3 separate regions of the Sus scrofa genome follow, and all the other regions are linked to region 3. The links are chromatin contacts, called in public promoter capture Hi-C maps. All regions are on one chromosome and are shown on one strand. The core of a region is the stretch at or near the end of the contact, and the rest is flanking DNA. Distances in the headings are between cores, read along the strand shown.

Evidence for each region. Promoter capture Hi-C pulls out the DNA fragments that hold promoters and counts their contacts.
Region 1: a contact with region 3 is called in a promoter capture Hi-C map of fetal liver, with 2.5 times the contacts expected there. The contact joins the promoter of SESN2 here to the promoter of EYA3 in region 3. A contact is called at or near these places in 1 of 5 promoter capture datasets (fetal liver) and 1 of 2 datasets of contacts at active chromatin or transcription factors (alveolar macrophages).
Region 2: a promoter capture Hi-C map of fetal liver shows a contact between it and region 3, with 2.3 times the contacts expected there. The contact joins the promoter of THEMIS2 here to the promoter of EYA3 in region 3. A contact is called at or near these places in 1 of 5 promoter capture datasets (fetal liver) and 1 of 2 datasets of contacts at active chromatin or transcription factors (alveolar macrophages).

What each region holds. Positions count from the first base shown.
Region 1 is chr6:85,320,721-85,323,577 of Sscrofa11.1, forward strand. SESN2 (sestrin-2) reads left to right here and starts at 1,262. Exons shown (of 12, transcript XM_021095666.1): 1 at 1,262-1,277.
Region 2 is chr6:85,009,414-85,012,164 of Sscrofa11.1, forward strand. It overlaps THEMIS2 (protein THEMIS2), which reads left to right and starts at 1,466. Exons shown (of 5, transcript XR_002344949.1): 1 at 1,466-1,630.
Region 3 is chr6:85,184,494-85,187,193 of Sscrofa11.1, forward strand. EYA3 (eyes absent homolog 3) reads right to left here and starts at 1,363. Exons shown (of 18, transcript XM_021095661.1): 1 at 1,207-1,363.

The sequences.
Region 1 (2,857 bases), core at 12-2,511, 140 kb after region 3:
ACACAGGATTCTTAACCTACTGCACCACAGTGGGAAGTCCCATCTTGGTTTTTAAACAATCATTAAATAAATATAGTGCATAAAACCTTATAATTCTCTATCATCCTTTTATTCCAGATGTAACTGGATCCTAATAGTTTGTTGCAAACTACACATCTTTCCAGACTTTTGTTGCCTCTGTATATTTATGGATGGTATCTATGACATAATTCTATTTTTTTTTTTTTGTCTGTTTGCCGTTTCTAGTGTTGCTCCCCCTGCATATGGAGGTTCCCAGGCTAGGGATCTAATCAGAGCTGTAGCCACCGGCCTACGCCACAGCAACACAGGATCCGAGCCACATCTGCGACCTACACCACAGCTCACAGCAAGGCCGGATCCTTAATCCACTGAGCAAGGCCAGAGATCCAACCCGCAACCTCATGGTTCCTAGTCGGATTCGTTAACCACTGCGCCACAACGGGAACTTCATATGACATAATTCTAAGTGCATCACTGGGCAACTTGTTTTTTTGTTTGTTTTAACCTAACATTAAATGCAGCATACATTTTCATTTCACCTAGAGCATCTACAATAGAGCACGTAGAGCTACCTCCTGCTTCTTTACTGCATGATATTCCACTGTGGAGACAAGAACAACGGGAAGTGCATTCCTGCTGGAGGGTCTTTTGGGAATCTGGTTTATTATTTGAACCAGTCCTCTTTGGTGAGCACTTTGATCCCTTCCAGTTTTACACTTTTACAATAGAATAATGAACAGGAGTAATACCAGTTTAGAGTAGAAAGCCTGAAAAACATTAGAAAACATAAAGGGGGGGAAATATTTCGAGTTACGTCTTTTGTACCTTTACACTTTCCTGTATTTTCAAAATATTCTGATATAACATATGTCATTTATAATTTGAAAAGGAAAAACATGCACTAAAACCAAAAGTTCATTAAAAGAAAATGAAAGAGAAAAAAAAAAAGAAACGAAAGCGAAGGGGATAGTCCCTGCCACCTCCCAGGGGAGGGGGCCGGCGGCGGGAGGGGCGGGCCGACACAGTCTGCACCAATCAGAGCCCGGTTGATAAGCAGAGCGAGGAGAATTTGGAGACACTCCCCGCCGAGCAAACTGTCTTGCGGTTTAGTTTCCCTAACCAGCCTGGAAACCTGCCTGGGCCTAGCCCGCATGCCGCTGCGGACTGCTATTGGCTGCCAGGCAACCCCGCCCATCTTCCTGTTCATTGGACGCCCGCGGTTTTCGTAAGAGGAGCCTGTTGCTGACCGAAAACAAGTAAGCGCAGCAGCTTTTGTTCAGGAGATTTTTGGACTGCAAACGTCCTGGGCACCCTTGGGTCAAAAAAGCAACATCACTTGGGTTCCCTTCCTGGCTCAGCATAAACGAATCTGACTAGCATCCATGAGCACGCAGGTTCTCTCCCCGGCCTCGCTCAGTGGGTTAAGGATCCGGCGTTGCCCTGAGCTGTGGTGTAGGCCAGTAGCTACAGCTCTGATTCGACCCCTAGCCTGGGAACCTCCGCAAGCCACCGATGCGGCCCTAAAAAGACAAAAAGACAAAAAAAAAAAAAAAAGCTATATCATTAACCATCGTTTATTTAGTCCCGGCTTAAGGCCGGGTTTCTAGCGCCAAACTTTTAATTTCAATGGTTATAATCACCTTTCTTGAACACAAAACTATCTGCCAGTCACTGTACTTTAAAATAAGAACAATAGTAACAATTTAAATGATACTTACAGTTTGTTGGTCTCTTAATCTTTATTCAAGCCTTGTTAAGGAATTTGTATGCCTTAGCTCTCATCCTTACAATAGCCCCTGTGAAGGTAAACGTTATCGCCCCATTTTACTCAGCAGGAACCAGGTTCAGAGAGGCGAAGTGACTTGCCTGGATTCGCACAGCTAAGGGTTAGAACTGGACCCTTCAACATTAATTCTGCTTCCAAGCACAATTTTTTCGAGGAGTGGGGGGTATACAAAAGACTTTTGAGGACAGGAAGAAGTGGATCAGGATGGTGGCAAGGCCCTGGGGCATTGCTTCAGTGACAGGCCTCAGGGTGATTGAGAATGGAATATATGGAGCCTCTAGGCGTGGAGGAGAAGGAGGAAGAGGGAAATCAGGACATCGGAGCCAATTCAGCAAAGAATTCTTCCTGGAAATGTGAGGCTCCTGGGGCCGTGTGTTGTGGTGCAAGTGGCCCTCGACTGGGGACCTGGACCCCAAGGTTCCAGGTATTGCCCTGTGACCAGCTTCCTGAGGGACCTTGAGCAAATGCCTTCTCTCTGGACCCCAGGCTTCCGTCTGTACGGTGAGAGAGTAAGCCGAAACAACGGGAAGTGCATTCTGGCTGGGGGGGCGGGGGAGTGTCCTTTGGGAATCTGGTTCCTGCTGGCATCAGGGAAACTCCTCAACAACCACACAATCTTTACTTAGCTGTTGCCTGGCCTCTTTTCAAGAACGGACAATCCTGTGAACCACCTTTTCCCCTCCCCGTCTGTTCTGAGCTATAGCAGAGTCGTGCCTGCAGGGGGCGCTGAGGGTTCATAGCTGACAAAACCTAACTGGAATTCTTAGCCAATTATCCGAAAGCACCCAGCTCATGGGTTTTGGTATATTGTTTATTAAGAGCGTTGAGCTTTTTTTTTGAAACCTGAAGATTTCTGTCCTCAGGATACAATCGACGAACCTGAATTATGAGTATTGCCCAACATCCGTTCTCTCCACAGTGGTCCTGGAGGGTTAGCATTAATTTCAATTCGTTTTCCAGGTAAGGAAACAGATTCTAAGAGCCGAAAAAATTATTTTGGGGTCACATTGCTAAAAACTGGTTGCCTGACTCCTGGGCAGTGCTTTTAGG
Region 2 (2,751 bases), core at 216-2,715, 170 kb before region 3:
CTCTGCTTAGCCAACCCTCCTTCTGAGCCCGAGGCCCCTTGCATCCTCTGTGTTCTGCTGCTCTCAGCTCTTGCAAACGTCTCTCTCCTTCTTTATCTTGCTGGGCCCAGCAGAGACTCAGCAGCTGTTCACTAGGACTGAAATATACCCTTCGAGGCTGCAAAAACACACACACTGGAGTTCTTGTTGTGGTGCAGTGGTTAATGAATCCAACAAGGAACCATGAGGTTTCGGGTTCGATCCCTGCCCTTGCTCAGTGGGTTAAGGATCTGGCGCTGCCGTAAGCTGTGGTGTAGGTCACAGACGCGGCTTGGATCCCCCGTTGCTGTGGCTGTGGCGAAGGCCAGCAGCAACAGCTCTGATTTGACCCCTAGCCTGGGAACCTCCATATGTTGTGGGAGCAGCCCTAGAAAAGGTAAAAAGACAAAAAAAAACAAAAACAAAAAAAACCCCAAACAAAACACACACACACACACACACGCGCGCGCGCGCGCACACACACATGCGCGCACACACACATGCGCGCACACACGCACACACCGTTTGACCCAGAAATTCAACTTCAGGAATCTAGTGCAAGGAAGTATTTTTCTGTCTAATGATTGAAGAGCAATTAAGCAAATAATTACACAGATAAGTGTAGTAGTCTTCTACTACTTTTAGAGTGACAAAAAATGAAATCGAGCTTTTTGCACAATATCCGTATCATCTCACTTAATCCTCACAACCAGCTCAGAAAAGATTCTTTCCTCCATTTTACAGATGAGGAAACGAAAACTCAAAAATTGAAGTGATTTGCCTAAAGTTATATAACAAGCAAGAGGAGGAGCTGGGATTTAAACCTCAGTTTGACTGTCGAGGGACAAGGAAAAGACTTATCTATTTCTTCTTTGTTCACTGGAAGTGGTTGGTCTCTTTCCTAAGCAGATTTTTAGCTCAAGGAAGAATTTTTCAGGAGAATTGTCCAGAGGGTAGAGCATCCTGGAAAGGTAATGAGTCCCCAGTGAGTAGAGGGCTTGGAGTGTCCCGCAGAGGGATTCAGGCGACCTGACGCTCTACCTCCCTCCTCAGACTCAAAAGGCAAGGCTGCTCCTTTCCTGTGAGACCCAGAACTACTCGGCGCGGGCGGACTTCCTTTCCCGGTTCTGCTGTGAGGACCGGGGGAATGCAGGGGGCGGGGGGGTTCCTTCATCTTCATCCTCGTCCTTCCTCCACGATGGGGTACATCACTGACGACTGGGCACGTGGGGACCAGCTTTTATTTACTCAGAGCCTCTCGGGGGTCAGGTCCTGATTTGGACCCTCCAAATCGTGCCACCAATGTGAGAGCCGGGTCCTGCAAACCCCCCGTAGAGGTCGGGGAACCTGAGTCCTGGAGAGGGAGGCGGCGCGTGCTGGAGCGCAAGGTCGCGGCCCTCACGCCCCTGGGCGGGGCTCTGGCCCCGACTCCGCCCCGCTGGGCCGGCCGAGGGGAGGGTGCAGGGCCCGGCGGCGGCGAGCGGGCCACTCGATCAGGTCCCGCGAGCTGCGCGGACCATGGAACCTGTGTCGCTGCAGGACTACGTGCGCGCCCTGGACCCCGCCTCCCTGCCGCGAGTACTGCGGGTCTGCTCGGGTGTCTACTTCCAGGGTGAGTGAAGGGCCGAGACCCCTCCGACCTCCCGACCCCGCTGCGGATCAGGTTCTCTCTTCCAGAGCGTTAGAAACCCGGGACGCTGTGCCCGGGGTTCGAATCCCGAAGCTGCCGCTGCCCAAGCTGTGTGCTCTGGGGCTACCCTGCAACTTCTTGGGGACACGGTTTTTTGCTTCTGAAGGGGGTTGGCCGACCCCGGTGATGGGACTTCAGTGAGCACAGATACTCAGGGGGGTGGAACCGAACCAAGCTGGGGTGGAACGGCGGTGCGCAGTGCTTGAGGTCGGACTCTGTGGGGTCGCAGCCCTAGGATGTTGGCGACGCCGAGCTTGATTCTGAAGCGACAGGTCAGCTCTCCCCTACATGTGACCTCCCATTCCTTCCCCTTCGACACCTGTCTACGCGGCCTTCCTTCAATCCCTCCATCCCGTCTTTGCTCTCTGCTTGGCTGCTTGGCAATGGATAGTATTTGATCTGATCAGCTCTTCAGGTCTCAGCTTAAATGACTCCTCCTCCAGGGAGTCTTCCTGGGTCTCTCTGCTCCTTGCCTGAAAGGGATTGACAGGCCATGAAGGGACAGGTGGCTGCTCTGAGGGTGAGGGAGGAGCTGTGGTCAACTGAGTGGGGAAGTGGGGGGTGGAGGAGAGAGGGAAGCTAGAGTCTGGGTGGGCTGGTGGGAGGCTACTTCCTTAGAGGGCAAACTTCACACCAGTACCCTGCCCATCCTGTTCCCTCCACCCTCTCCCTTGTTCTGCACCGCAGATCAAGAGTGATACATGCTGGAGGGCCCCTCACGGGAGCAGGACAGGCCACCACACCATAGCATCTTGCCAGGCCCACTTGGGAATGTAATGGGTCTGGGTTCGAAAGCTCTTGTCTCTCTGGGGGCTTCCTGCAGGCATCTTTGATCTATTTGCTCTCCTTCCAACATCCCCCACCCGCTGTGTGTCACAATACTTGGTTTCCTCATTTTGCCTAATGAGAAGTGGTGGGAAGTGGCGGAAGGGGGACGGTAAGAAAAGAGCTAGATGGGGTGTGGGGGAGCTAGAGGAGGGCCGATGGTGATACCCGTGGGGCAGGTGGCCGTGACCGACACTCAGCCACTACCACTCGACACT
Region 3 (2,700 bases), core at 113-2,612:
GCTGGAAAATGTAAAGAAAAAATAATAGTCAGAAGAATATGCTAGGTAATAAAGTAATGTAATGTCTGGTTTATAAAGAAACAGGAAGAAAAACAGGAAACTTGTCAATACAGTAAAAATAAAGAAACAATGTATAAAGAGGCTGGATAAAGACACACATACACAATAAATTCAACTAAAGAATATGAAGTTTGAAATTACTATGCCGAACTCGTTGGCAGAAAAATTTTCAGTAACAGCACAGTGAAATTTCTGAAAATGAACTTACAAATCTGGGGCTAACAATCTCCCAAAAATCTGTCCTGTCACAGCAACTATTCTATTAAGTAAAGCCCATGCAGAAAACAGAGCTGATCGCCCCAGAACATACGCATTTTGGCCTCAGCTGTGCATATCCATTCTCATGGGATAGAGAACACGAAAATGACAGGACGTCCTCAGGACCTGTCAATTTAACAGGAGTACACAAATCCAATTGCCAGCAGTTCTGTGTGCCTGCCACCTGTTAGCCTGCGGTAGCGAAAGCCCCCGAAAGTGTGCTCCAAGGAAGAACTGGGAACGCCTTTGTTGCTCCCTAACTACTGAAGCTACAGTAGTCTGCCTCAGCACTTTAAAGAAAACTTACACCAGGTCGGGTAAAATTGCCTAGATCGGGGCTTGGGCAAAGGAAGAAAAGGCGGGAGAACACCAGGTGAAGCGCAAATGTCACCTAACCGTCCCGGGAGGGGGAAAGTTGGGGGACCAGGAGCTAGGACCCTAGAGAGAGACTTGCTGTTTCGCACTGGAGCAGGGTGTGCACAACGAGGAGATGGGCCGTCCTGCTGGGTTGAAAGAACAGCGAGATCCCGGGATTAGAGGCTGGGGAAGAGAGGTGCTAAAGTGAGAGCAGGGTCAAAACCTAGAGGCAGTAGCTCAGGGACCAGCTGAGGCGAAAGGCAAGAAACAAGGGCTTTTAAAGGGTGGATGAGGCGCAGGGAAAACAACCAGACGAGAGGTAAAGCGGCAACGAAACAATCTCAGCTGAGGTGAAAGAGGCGAGGCCAGCGTGGGGGAAAGAAACGAAATGAGCTCAGGAAGCACTGCAGGGACAAGGGACAGGCAAAGAGAACCCCCACCCACAGAGACCGGGACACTACTCTTGACCCGTCCCTCTACAGGCTGTACTCGACCGGCCGCACTCAGACCCTGTCGGTAGCGAAGACTCACCCAAAGGCTGCAGAGGCCCCACAGCAGGACATGGGGACTGGTCCAGACTCACAGGAGAACCAAGCGGCTGGAGGAAACGGCGGCGTTAGTGTGACCCGGAGGCGCATCCCTAGGAACCGGAAGTCGGCGGCTAGGGTCGTCTCACAAGCCACACCTCGTTCCACCCAAATCCTTTGGGCGCATGTGTCAGGCCTCACGGGGCGGGGCGGAGAAGAGCCTTGACCCCGCCCAGTCGACCGTCTTGGTAGCCCCGCTTCTGGTTCCGCCCGCGCCTCGGAGGTGTTTGGTGCGGGTAGGCTGGTATTTAGAACGCCCAGGCCCTGGTGCCGCTGGGCTACAAGCCGCCCCGATTGAAAAATACACAGCACTCATTTTTCAAGTTCTTTTGAAATGCGTGTAATCCCTGTCTCTCTAAAACGAAAGTGAAATGTTGGATGTATTTGGGAGGAAGAATGGCTGGGAAGTTCTGAAAGGCACTGGGAGGGGAGGTTTGCCCAAGGTGATTTTTTATTCCCAGTAGTAGTTTATTCTTAATAGTGTGTTGAGCTTACAATTAATTTCTCTTTCGGACACAGTATTTTAGTTAATAATTTTATCAGAAACAAGATTTTTAAATGCTTCATTAAGTTACTACCCCAGTATGGACAAGGAGCAGAGTTGAATTCAGGTTTTCTAAGGACTTGAAGTTTATTCAGTTGGAGGGCTCTCTTTAAGGAAATCCACAATTACAAGTACAATATTAGGTATAAAAATGAATCTTTACTGTGAGAAAAGAAATCACAAATTACAAGTTTTTTAAATTTCACAAATACAAAATCCAGAAAAACTAAACACTTTTAGTTGTTACACCTCCTAGGTACTTCTTTTCTTATGTTTTTTGATTTATGTCTTTTATCTTCTTAGATCACTTCTCTTTGTGACAATTTACTAAGTAATTTCATTTACTGAGATCCTTGACTCCTCTCTCTCCCTCACACCCTACATCTAATTCATCAGAAATTCTGCAGGATCTGCCTTCAAAATCTGTCCAGATTGCAACCATTTACTGCCTCTGTTGGTACAAGCCACAGTCAGTGTATGACCATTTACTCTTTTTATACCCTTGCCCTTCCAGGACAGCACCAGTCGGCTCCTGTTAAAACCTTAATCAGGGTGTTTCCGTTGTGGCTCAGTGGTTAACCAATACAACTAGGAACCATGACGTTGCGGGTTCAATCCCTGGCCTCACTCAGTGGGTTAAGGATCTGGCATTGCTGTGAGCTGTAGTGTAGGTCGTAGATGTGGCTTGGATCTCGAGTTGCTGTGGCTGTGGTATAGGCTGGTGGCTACAGTTCTGATTAGACCCCTAGCCTGGGACCCTCTATATGCCGCAGGTGTGGCCCTAGAAAAAGGCAAAAAGACAAAAAAACAAAACAAAACAAGACCCCTTAATCAGATCAGCTCCCTCCTGTAATGAATTCCTATTTCATTGGGAAGACCAAAATCCTTACATTA